Linked DNA regions of Mus musculus: region 1 is linked to region 2. The links are chromatin contacts, called in public Hi-C maps. All regions are on one chromosome and are shown on one strand. Each heading gives the region's core, a stretch centred on a gene start, on an enhancer-like site or on the middle of the called end of the contact. The rest is flanking DNA. Distances are from core to core; before and after follow the strand shown. Region 1 holds the start of Trappc11 (trafficking protein particle complex 11). Region 2 holds the start of Frg1 (FSHD region gene 1).

Region 1 (4,635 bases), core at 358-2,857, 6.1 Mb after region 2:
ACCTTTACTAATTAGCTACCTCACACTCAAACGCTAAAGGAACAATGGATAGTGCAACATGAGTTGGAAAGCTTGCCAGAAATGATGTATCTACACCATAAGCTTGCAGAACTGCTTCAAAAGACCTTTGGGGAGGGTTGTGCTATGAGGGCAAAGAAATCCACAGCTTCTGGGGAGTAAGATGAAGAGCAAAATAGAAGTGGTCAAAATATAATATGGCTACCATATCTGCCTAAAACCAAACAGTCTAGATGAGAATGTGAAAGGGCCTTTTCCCTTGATCTTAGAGGCTCCAAAGAAATAGCTGTGGCCCTTGAATATTGACCGGCTATAAGGGGAAGTAGAATAAACTTGCAAAGTTTTAAAATTAGCACCACCTGAGAGGTATACAGCATGAATCAAAGAAAAAAAAAGTCAAAATTTCCAGCAGTTATGTTAGAAGGGAAAAGAGAAGTTGGCTCAGAAAGCACTCCTGAAAACCCATCATTGGAGAGGCAGAGGCAGGGGGCAGTTTCAGGCCAGCCAGGGCTATGGAGATATCAAAGACAGCCTCCCAACTCCCCCCCAAAAGAAAAAGAAAGATGTGGGATTTTAGATATATTCTATTTTAGCCAACAATATTTTCCAAACATCATTATAAGTTATCGATGAACTTGTAAAAACCTATTTGTGCATTGTCTTCAAGCCTGTGCGTATTTTATAGGAACTGCACACCCTCCGTTAAACTAGCAGATTTCAAGTGCTCTCTAGCCTTCCCTTAGTTACTGGCTCTCACAGCTGACAGTGTAAATCTTTTCCAACAACGTCATGAAAACTACACCAGCAATCCCGGCTTTATTCTACCTTACAAGCTTGGACACTTGCAATGGTCCTGACTATGCTGTAGGAAAATTTAAAAAGGAACGGAACAGGACAAGTGTTGACTGAATAGATTTCAGTGACACACAGGAAAGAAATCGCTTCCTGATTTCCCGGAAAATAATGGAGAAACCAAGCAAACCATTGACAGAGAGGGAACATGGAGAAGTACAAAGTTAAGTCCTCAGCACCAGATCACCTCGTCAGTGCAATCTATCATAGAAGAGAAACAAGCTAACCCAATCAGAGTATCTACTAAAGAAGACGGCTATCAATAAACAGGTGGTTTGGGATGCAAGTCACCGGCTAACAAGCAAGGATTCAGAGACATCCGATTGCAAAACGCTCAAATGAAGAACCAAAGGGCTGTCCCTAGGATCTCAGCATTAGGCTCTAGTAGCTGCCACTGGGCAAGGAGAATAACCTCAAAGTCCTAGAAACTGACATTATTTTCCTCCACCACTCCCACCTCTCTGGCAATAATTCTTTGCAGGGGAAGGAGAAACGCCAAGATTGCATCGGTGGACGCCAAGGGGAAACGCAGGCCACCAAGCCAGCCGGGATAGCCTGGCCTGGAAGGTCTCTGGGCCCAACTCACCCTGGCCGCACGCCCTGGACCCGCTGCAGCTGCGGCGAGTCGCCGTCAGCCCCGAAAGAGGCAAGAGAGCCAGGCAGGGGCGTCTAGGAATGCGGCCACCGACAAGCAACAGCCCCAGCCGCAGACCGGGCGACAGAAGGCGACACTTCCTTTTCCCCGCCTCCGCTGGCACAGGAAGCACTTCCTGGGCTTGAGTGACAGCACTCCACACCAGTCCTGGAATAGAACGGGTTTCCTTGTTAGGAAGGTGTTCCATTTCCTAGAGGAGAAAGAGTTGGGGGCGGAAAGAGAAGGAGCCAATAGGAGACGCGATCGTGAGAAGGGGCGGGGCTTCCTCGGTACCGCCCATCAGTAACTGGTCAGAGGTCTAGGTGTCCCTTAACGTGATCCCGGTTCCCGATCACACATAACGCGATCCTGGGTTCCCGGCCCACAATCGACTGCCGGTGGCTTGGTGCTGCCGAGGATCTGGAGCGCACGAGGTCGTACCCACGGCTGCGAGGAGGATTTCTCTAGACCGAGGCGCGGAAACGGGGTGCCCCGGCCTCCCGCCCGCTGCCCGCCCGTTCATCGCGGTAGCGAACGCCGTGCGCCCGGCACGATGGGTGCCAACGAGGACCAAGAGGTGAGAACCCAGGACTAGACACCCCTGTCCCGGCGCAGGTCACGACGTGGAGCACCCAGACTTCGCACGTGTCCTTTGCTCTGAGAACCTTCTTCGCCTGTCCGGATGTCCCACGTTGGTGGTTCCCCTGCCAGATAGCACTGGGCAACCTTATGGCCAGCAAGCACGAATGGGTTACGTGAGACTCAGCCTCCCGCTTCCCTCATTTGTCATTTTTGTATTTAGGTCTTCCTAGATTTCCTTGGTAAGATGAGTGTCCTTGGTCCACGACCCTAGAGCACTTGGCCGTCCTTAAATCCCTTGTGTGGCTTAGCGCTTGTGTGTCGAGTTATTCTGTCTTCAAATCTGAACGCCTTTAAATTTGAAAACTTGTGGTCTCGTGGAAAGGGTCGATCGAGTAAGTAAAATCTCTACAGAAAAATGAATGACCCTGGTGTTTCGGTTTCTGTCCATAATGCTCAGTGAAGTCACTCCTCAGTCTGTTGTTGAGGGATATACAATATTTTTGAGCATCCTCATGTCAATCAGAATTTTGTAGTTTGTGTTTTGGTTTTTGTTGTTGTTGTTATTGGTGGTGGTGGTTTGTTTGCTTTGCAAAATATCAAAGTCGGAAGGAATAGGTCCTATAAATCACCTGTCATTGAACTTTCCAACTCTGTAATGTGTCCAGATGAAAAAGGAAAAAGAGCACCCTAGCTTGGTGAACGTGGTAGAGTAAGGATTAGAAGATAAATCCCACCTGGCGGTAGTGGTGTACGCCTTTAATCCCAGTGTTAGGGTGGCAGAGGCAGGCTGATGTCAGAGTTTGAGACTAGCCTGGTGTTCCAAAAATGCCTTCTCAAACAAAGAAGACAAATCTTATGTAGCAGTAGACTCCTTGTGTAGTAGTAGATACATAGTAATTTGTTGTTTGTTTTGAATATGTTGCTTAAAAATTAACATTTGACAATGTGGGTGTTAATAGAATCTAGACTACAAATACTCCATACAGGAACCCCACATTCACAAGGTAATTGGTATCTGAATATCCTGCTAAAATATTCTTACCAGTTCAATGAATCCAAAGCATTAATAAATCCAGGTGAGGGAGACTAGAGAGGAAGGGTTAGAGACTACTAGTGAGTGGTTACAGACATAAATGGAGAAGAGGAAAGTCTAATGTCATTTTACACAGTGAATGACTCGTTTTACAGTACCCTGTGCATTTCATAATAGCTAGAAGAGCTTCGAATGATTCATTGACAAATAAGTGGTTGAAAACTTGGGGTGATAGTTGTAACAGGGACACTTACCAAAGAACTGCATTGTATCCCATAAATAAATACAATTTTTAAAATAGTTTTTTTTTTTAACATATATGAGTGTTTTGCCTACATATATGTATGTGTACCACTCGGGTGTCTGGTACCCAAAGAGGCTGGAAGAGGATGTTGGATACCCGAACTGGTGTTCTAGACAGCTGGGAACCACCATATAAGTGCTAGAAATTGAACCAGGTCTCTCCGTTCTTAACCCCTGAGCCATCTCTCCAGCCCCAACCAATAAAATTATTCTGTGTCAGTTTGAAAATAGTTCTTTCTCCGAGCAAAGCACAATGTAACACTTAATGGATTTGACTGCCGGGCCACCATCACCACTGGTTGCTGACTCCACCTCAGACCTAACGAGTCAGAATTTCTGTGGTAGAGTCCAGGAATCTTTGATTTCAGCAGCGAAGTTTTATTCTTCCTCATGATAGGTGTCTGGATCTTTGAAGATAGTTTCCTGCCCGGTTTTGAAGATACTGCCTTTGAAAAATAAAACAAAACAACTAAAAACACATCATATGTTTCCAGTTCACTTTTGTTCATGTATCTTAGTTCCTGTGCTGTCCTGAACTGAGTATAAGGACAGAATCCCCTCCATTTGCCTCTGCTGAAACCGTTGCATCACACTGTCTTCTGATTTACTGTCTGTCCACATCCACTTAGTGCTTTCTACAAAGTAGTTCATCCCACATCCTCTACTTATATATTTAGGTGTTAAATGCAATATCTAATGTGATAATGTTAATATTTACCCTGTTAAATATTATCATAACTTGGTTTAAAAGAACTTTGGAGGGGGCTGTCCTAATTCTTTCATCGGCTTGACTTATATTTTCTTATCAGATTACCATCCATCCATTTTAACAACCTGTCATCTCTTTTTGTTCCTGCCCAAGTTATTAATTAGAATATGGAAAGAGATTATGGCCAAAGTGACATTCTCGAGTCCAGTTTGAATGTCTGTGTTTTTCTTTGTTGTTGCTGTTCTGCATTGTTTTTGTGCTGATCTGTCCTGGAAAGGGATCCTTGCTGGGATCTAAAGAGACTGAGTCCGCCGACCTTCTCTAAAGTACAGAGTTCCGCTGAGAAGGATTGTTGAGCTATATCGTGATGTAATGCTTGCAGAGTCCTAAGGATTCTAAGCTCGCCTGCCCTGTTTCTTTATGATCTAATCTGAAAATTGTACATGGAGAATAAATCAAGGTCACCCTCTTTAGTCTGCAGAGTTAATGACGTCAATCTTTTTG
Region 2 (5,154 bases), core at 1,278-3,777:
ATCTCAGTCATGCCATAGTCTGGATGTTCGTATCATCTCCAAATTTTACATGCTGAAACCTTGTCACCAATGCTCTGGAGCTCGGCAGCGGTCACAACACTGAGAGGAGATTCGTTTGTGATGGTCAAGCTCTCAAAATGGGATTAGTGCCCTAATAAAAGAGGTTCTAGAGAGAAAAAAATTAAAAAATAAAAAGAACTGAGGTGGCTTACCCACAATATCAAGTTGGGTCTCCTCGTCTTCTTCCCGTTTTCTCTTCTTATCTTTGCTCTTTTTCTTTTTACTAAAGGGGAAAAAAGATGTATGCATGGACTTGGACATACTGTTATGTGTTAAGAACTACAAGGTGAGAACTCAGGAGTCATTCCAGCTCTATGAGTGACCTACGGATAAACGATCTTTTACAATTTACAGATGTTTGGTTTAAAACACCGAGAAGCTGCTTCTGCCCTCATTTCCCAGACGACAGACTGCAAAGCAGAAGTAAGCTGAAATAACCCCTCTCCCTACCCCATGTCTTTGGTCAAGTTGTTTTATCAGAGTAATAGAACCCTTAACTAAAGACAGCCTTGTTGTAAAGCATTTCTCAAAAAGCTAAACACTGAGTTATCAAAAATAACACCCTAGGTAATTCTACACACACACACATGTGTGTGTGTGTGTGTGTGCGCGCAGATATCCAAGAGAAATGAAAAAAGTATGTCCACAAAAACCAGAAAACTGATAGCATCATTGTCATTAGCAGAAAACACTCATCAAATGAAGAAAGAACATAATAAAAATAGTATCATTCAGTCACAGAACAGAACAAACACACAGCCCACAGGATGGATTGCTCTTCAAAACGAAGAGCAAGAAGCTAGGTATAGCACACAGCAGCAGCCCCCAGCAAACGGGTGGATCTCTGTGAGTTCCAGGTATAGCACACAGCAGCAGCCCCCAGCACACGGGTGGATCTCTGTGAGTTCCAGGCCAACCAGAGCTACGTACGGAGATCCTGTCTCAACAGCAACCTAAGTGAAAGAAGCCAAACATAGAAGGCTATGTACTATTTAATTCCACAGGCATAACATATTCATAACAAGTAAATCCTTATAGCTGGAAAGCAGTCGACAGAAGCTGGAAGGGCGGGCAGAAGGGTGTGACTATTTAATGGTTGGTTAAACAGTCTCCTTTGGAGTGGCAAAATGCTTACTGACTAAATAGTGGTGAACTCGTAAATATACTAAACCCCACTAGCTGTACACTTTAAAAGGAGTTTATGGCTTATGAATTACAGCTCCATAAATGGAAACACGAGGAGAGATCTTAGGGGAAAAGTGATTATTCAGAGTGCTTACAACAAATTCTGAGCCTTGCTGTGGTTGCAGCCCAAGCCTTTAATCCCAGCACTTGGGGGTTGGTGGGGTGGGGGAGGTGAGGCAGGTGAGTGTCTGAGTTCATGGCTATCCTAGTCTACAGAGTTAAGTTCCAGGACTACACAGAGAAACCTTGTCTCAAAAAAACAAAGAACCAATCATGGAAACATGGAAAGCACTACATAGGTTTTAATAACTGCTGTCTTAACTTCTTTGTATTTTATCGACAACATCTTCAGAAGCAAATTCTAAATTTTAAACAGTTTCAGATTCGGTCAGGATAAAGCTCCGAGCTCATTCAGCACGAAGCTCGCTGACAAGTACCTGTTGAAACTGCTTCAGCGGTGATACAGGAAATAAAGTGTTCAACTTTGGCTAGATCCTTCAAGAGGACGGAAATAGGATCGGGCAAGATATCTTTCTCTATAGGGCTAACTATAAATCACACCCACATGCCTCCACTTGGCTGTTATATTCTGAGTTGGCTGTCTCATTCAGTTCTCATAACTCTTTTTTATAGTCTCGAGGAACAAGAACCAGCGTCTAATAAATCAGCAAACGAACCATCAACCCATCACCGGTGCGAATTCAAGGTCCCGACTCACACTATGATGCAGCTTTGCCTGCCCCCTACATATTACACTGCAGAGAATCAGGGCGTTTTTGTTTGTCCGCTTGCTTTTTCCATTTGCAGGAAAGACCGGTGGAAAAAAAAACTTTCCTTAAAGCAAGTTATCAAGGCAGGCAGGGGGAGGCCTGGGGGGGGGGGCAAAAGTAGGACTCCTGGTCTCTCCGTTTCGGGGGATCCCCGGCCACGCAGCGTCAGCTAAGAAGTGTCGGGGAGGCTGTCCACGCAGGTCTGAGTGTCCTGGGTGGCTTGGCTACCCCGTCCCTTGAGCCCCGGGGATGGATGCACTGAGAACCGCGCCTCCCTCCCGAGCGCCGCCTCACCTCTTGGCTTTAGTGCCCTTGAGCACGAGTTTGGTGGACTTTACATAGGAATATTCGGCCATGGCCCGGCTCGCTGAAGTGGCAGCCTCTGGCAGAGCTTCCGTAGGACTGGGAGGAGGAGGAAGTGGCTCTAACGGCCGGAGCTGAGCGAGTCCCCGAGGAACTCTCGGTCTTCTTCAACCCAAGGCTACGATTCTCCGGCTTCCTGTTTACTGCTTCCGATGCACTACGGCGGCCGTGGAGGGTCCAATCACGTCAGCGTTCCTGCGGCGAAGTCCCGGATGTTCGCGGTTTTTTTTCCCCCCCAAACCAGGCAAAACTTATAGAGACGCCCCCTGGTGGAAGCGAAGGTATCCAACAGTTTCCTGCTGCCGAGGTTGTAAAGACCATACCTGGATTGGATGAGCCAGATGTTGAAAGGATCAAATCTATCTGCCCACTCTCTTTGCAGCGGACATCGCACCAAGTACCCGGCAACCCGCCAGACTGGGCCTGCACAGAGAAACCGAGATGTGTGTTCTGTGGAGGCGTGGGTCACAGCCTTGGCTTCGGGCAACTTTATCAACGACTCTGGCTCCAGAGTTGTTAGTTGTGTTGTACATGTTTTACTCGTGTATTGTGTATGAGTAACACACAAGAAACAATTGAGGAATGATACAATGTATAGTTGCTAACTACTGGTTTCTATCGCAAGTGCTGAAGAGACTTTGGTCTCCACACCGAATACTGTCTTTCCCTGTAGTCTTGATCCAGCCAAGTGCGTATTCCTTTTGCCTCCTCCAATCTTCCCCGCAATGTTATAACTCCCTTCCATTACAAACAATGCACCGCTGATACAGCTTCTGTGTGATCTTTGGTTTTTGTGAAAGAAACATGAATGCTGTTAGAATCAAAAAATGGAATGGCTTTGTCAACACTTGACAAATATAAAACACTTTTGAAGGAATGATTGATGGCAGCTCTGGCAAGGGATGACGTGCAAAGATATTCTAGGTCTGTGTGATCTGGCTGGAATCCAGACACACACTTAGTACACACCTTTAATCCTAAACAACGATGTCTAATTGAGGGGCAAACAAAGTGGTGAATCAGAGGGAGATTTGACAGAATATGCTCAACGCTCATCTGAGTGGCACAAGAGAGAGAAGCTATTCAGGTCAGGGGCAAGTTCAGTCTTTAGCGCTTGTCAGTCAGTGGGGAGTCAGAGTGGCGAGTACAGTACAGTGGAGTTGAGTGAGTTCCTTCATGAGCTCCTGCAGTTCAGTGAAGGTCAGCAGAGGCAGTTAAAGCCAGAGAATGAGAAGCCAGAAGATTAGAATAGATTACCAGAGTTAGTTTGAGGGCAAGCAGAGCAACTCAGGAGACACGGAGAGAAGCCAGATGAAAATCAGTCAGCTTGGAGAGGAGTTGAAGCCAGAATAGATTAGCTGAATCAGCCAGCCAGAATTTAGAAAGGAGTGGAAAGGGTGAGTTTATTCAGCAGCAAGCCTCTGAGATGGCGATTACATCTAGCAAATAGAAGATATTTTTGACAAAACTATCACAAAGATACTGCCTGAACTCCAACCTTGCACAGAAACTGCCCACAACCTCATACAGGAAACACTTTTGCAAGTACTTCTCCCTATCCAGCAAATAAATACAGGGTCTGTTATTTGTAACTCAGCCAATGATTATTGCTTAAAAGTATCTGATTTAACTCTCTTTATCTTTGTCTTGTCTTTTCTGGTGCTGGGGACCTGGCTTTGTGATAGGAACAGAGCATGCAGTTTAGGGTAAGGCCCTGGAAAACTGCACAAGCAGGAATGACCACGCTTTTCCCAAGAACACCAGAAGGGAGCTGGGTGTCTTCTAACTTCTGAAAGAGCATCCTTACCTGGAGATGACCTGAGAGCGCGACCAAAGCTCAAGGCACTAATCTTTTCTGGAACTGGATCTTTGGCTTTTCTTGGTGAAATAGGTCTTGTCTCATCCTCAGGTTTAGCCCATCCCATAAATGATGCTGGGGTTATGGCTTAAGAGAGGCAATGCCACAGTAGTCTTGATCAGAGCTCTATAGAAGTCCATTAAGGAAGAGACACTTTCCTTTGGAAAATAAGATAAAATTTCTCTCTCTTTTTTTAAAGATTTATTTACTTATTAATATGTAAGCTGTCTTCAGACACCCCAGAAGAGGGTGCCAGATCTCGTTGTGGATGGTTGTGAGCCACCATATGGTTGCTGGGATTTGAACTCAGGACCTTCAGAAGAGCACTCAGCGCTCTTAAGCGCTGAGCCATCTCTCCAGCCCCCAGAATCTCTGTTCTTAGGTAGAGACCTAAAATCTTCCCCCCACTTTGAAACAGGGGATGTCTGGGTGTCCTTGGCTGTTTTGGAGCTTGCTCTGTAGACCAGGCTGGCCTCAAATCTTAAAGAGATCTGACTGCCTCTGCTGAGATTAAAGGTGTGTGCCCACCCCCACCATTGCCCAGTGAGACCTAACATTCTAGCTAACCAAGATTATGAGTTAATAAATCTGGGCTTATCATTCACCAGGCAGAGACCATTCCCCAAAAAGCAAAGGCTAATTTACCTTAAGCCTTGGGTAAAGAGACCAGAGAAATAATTATCCCTGTAGTGAGATAATGCCTTTCCTTTCCTGTAACTTTTCCTTTTCCCCATCTCTTTCAGCTCATCCTGAGCAAGCTTCCTCAGTCACTCTGGGATTTTTCCTTTTCCTTTTCTTTTCTTTTTTCTTTCTCTAAAACCGCCCCCACTTCCACCACACCGGCTTCTCACAAACAATGGTTTTCTCTATTCCCCTAATGTTACTATTTATGAAGAACTGTCATGCTTCTTGCTCTGG

What was found. Hi-C and Micro-C count contacts between places; a contact is called where the count stands out from the background.
Region 1: a contact with region 2 is called in a Hi-C map of brain, with 13 times the contacts expected there. The contact joins the promoter of Trappc11 here to the promoter of Frg1 in region 2. A contact is called at or near these places in 1 of 39 promoter capture datasets (liver) and 1 of 484 Hi-C or Micro-C datasets (brain).

Annotation. Positions count from the first base shown.
Region 1 is chr8:47,531,863-47,536,497 of GRCm38.p6, forward strand. It overlaps Trappc11 (trafficking protein particle complex 11), which reads right to left and starts at 1,608. Exons shown (of 30, transcript NM_177240.3): 1 at 1,457-1,608. It overlaps Rwdd4a (RWD domain containing 4A), which reads left to right and starts at 1,783. Exons shown (of 8, transcript NM_203507.3): 1 at 1,783-2,081. The coding sequence starts at 2,058.
Region 2 is chr8:41,414,591-41,419,744 of GRCm38.p6, forward strand. It overlaps Frg1 (FSHD region gene 1), which reads right to left and starts at 2,528. Exons shown (of 9, transcript NM_013522.3): 1 at 2,310-2,528; 2 at 213-283. The coding sequence starts at 2,371. Gm50494 (a long non-coding RNA gene) reads left to right here and starts at 2,536. Exons shown (of 2, transcript XR_003947538.1): 1 at 2,536-2,659; 2 at 2,761-3,145.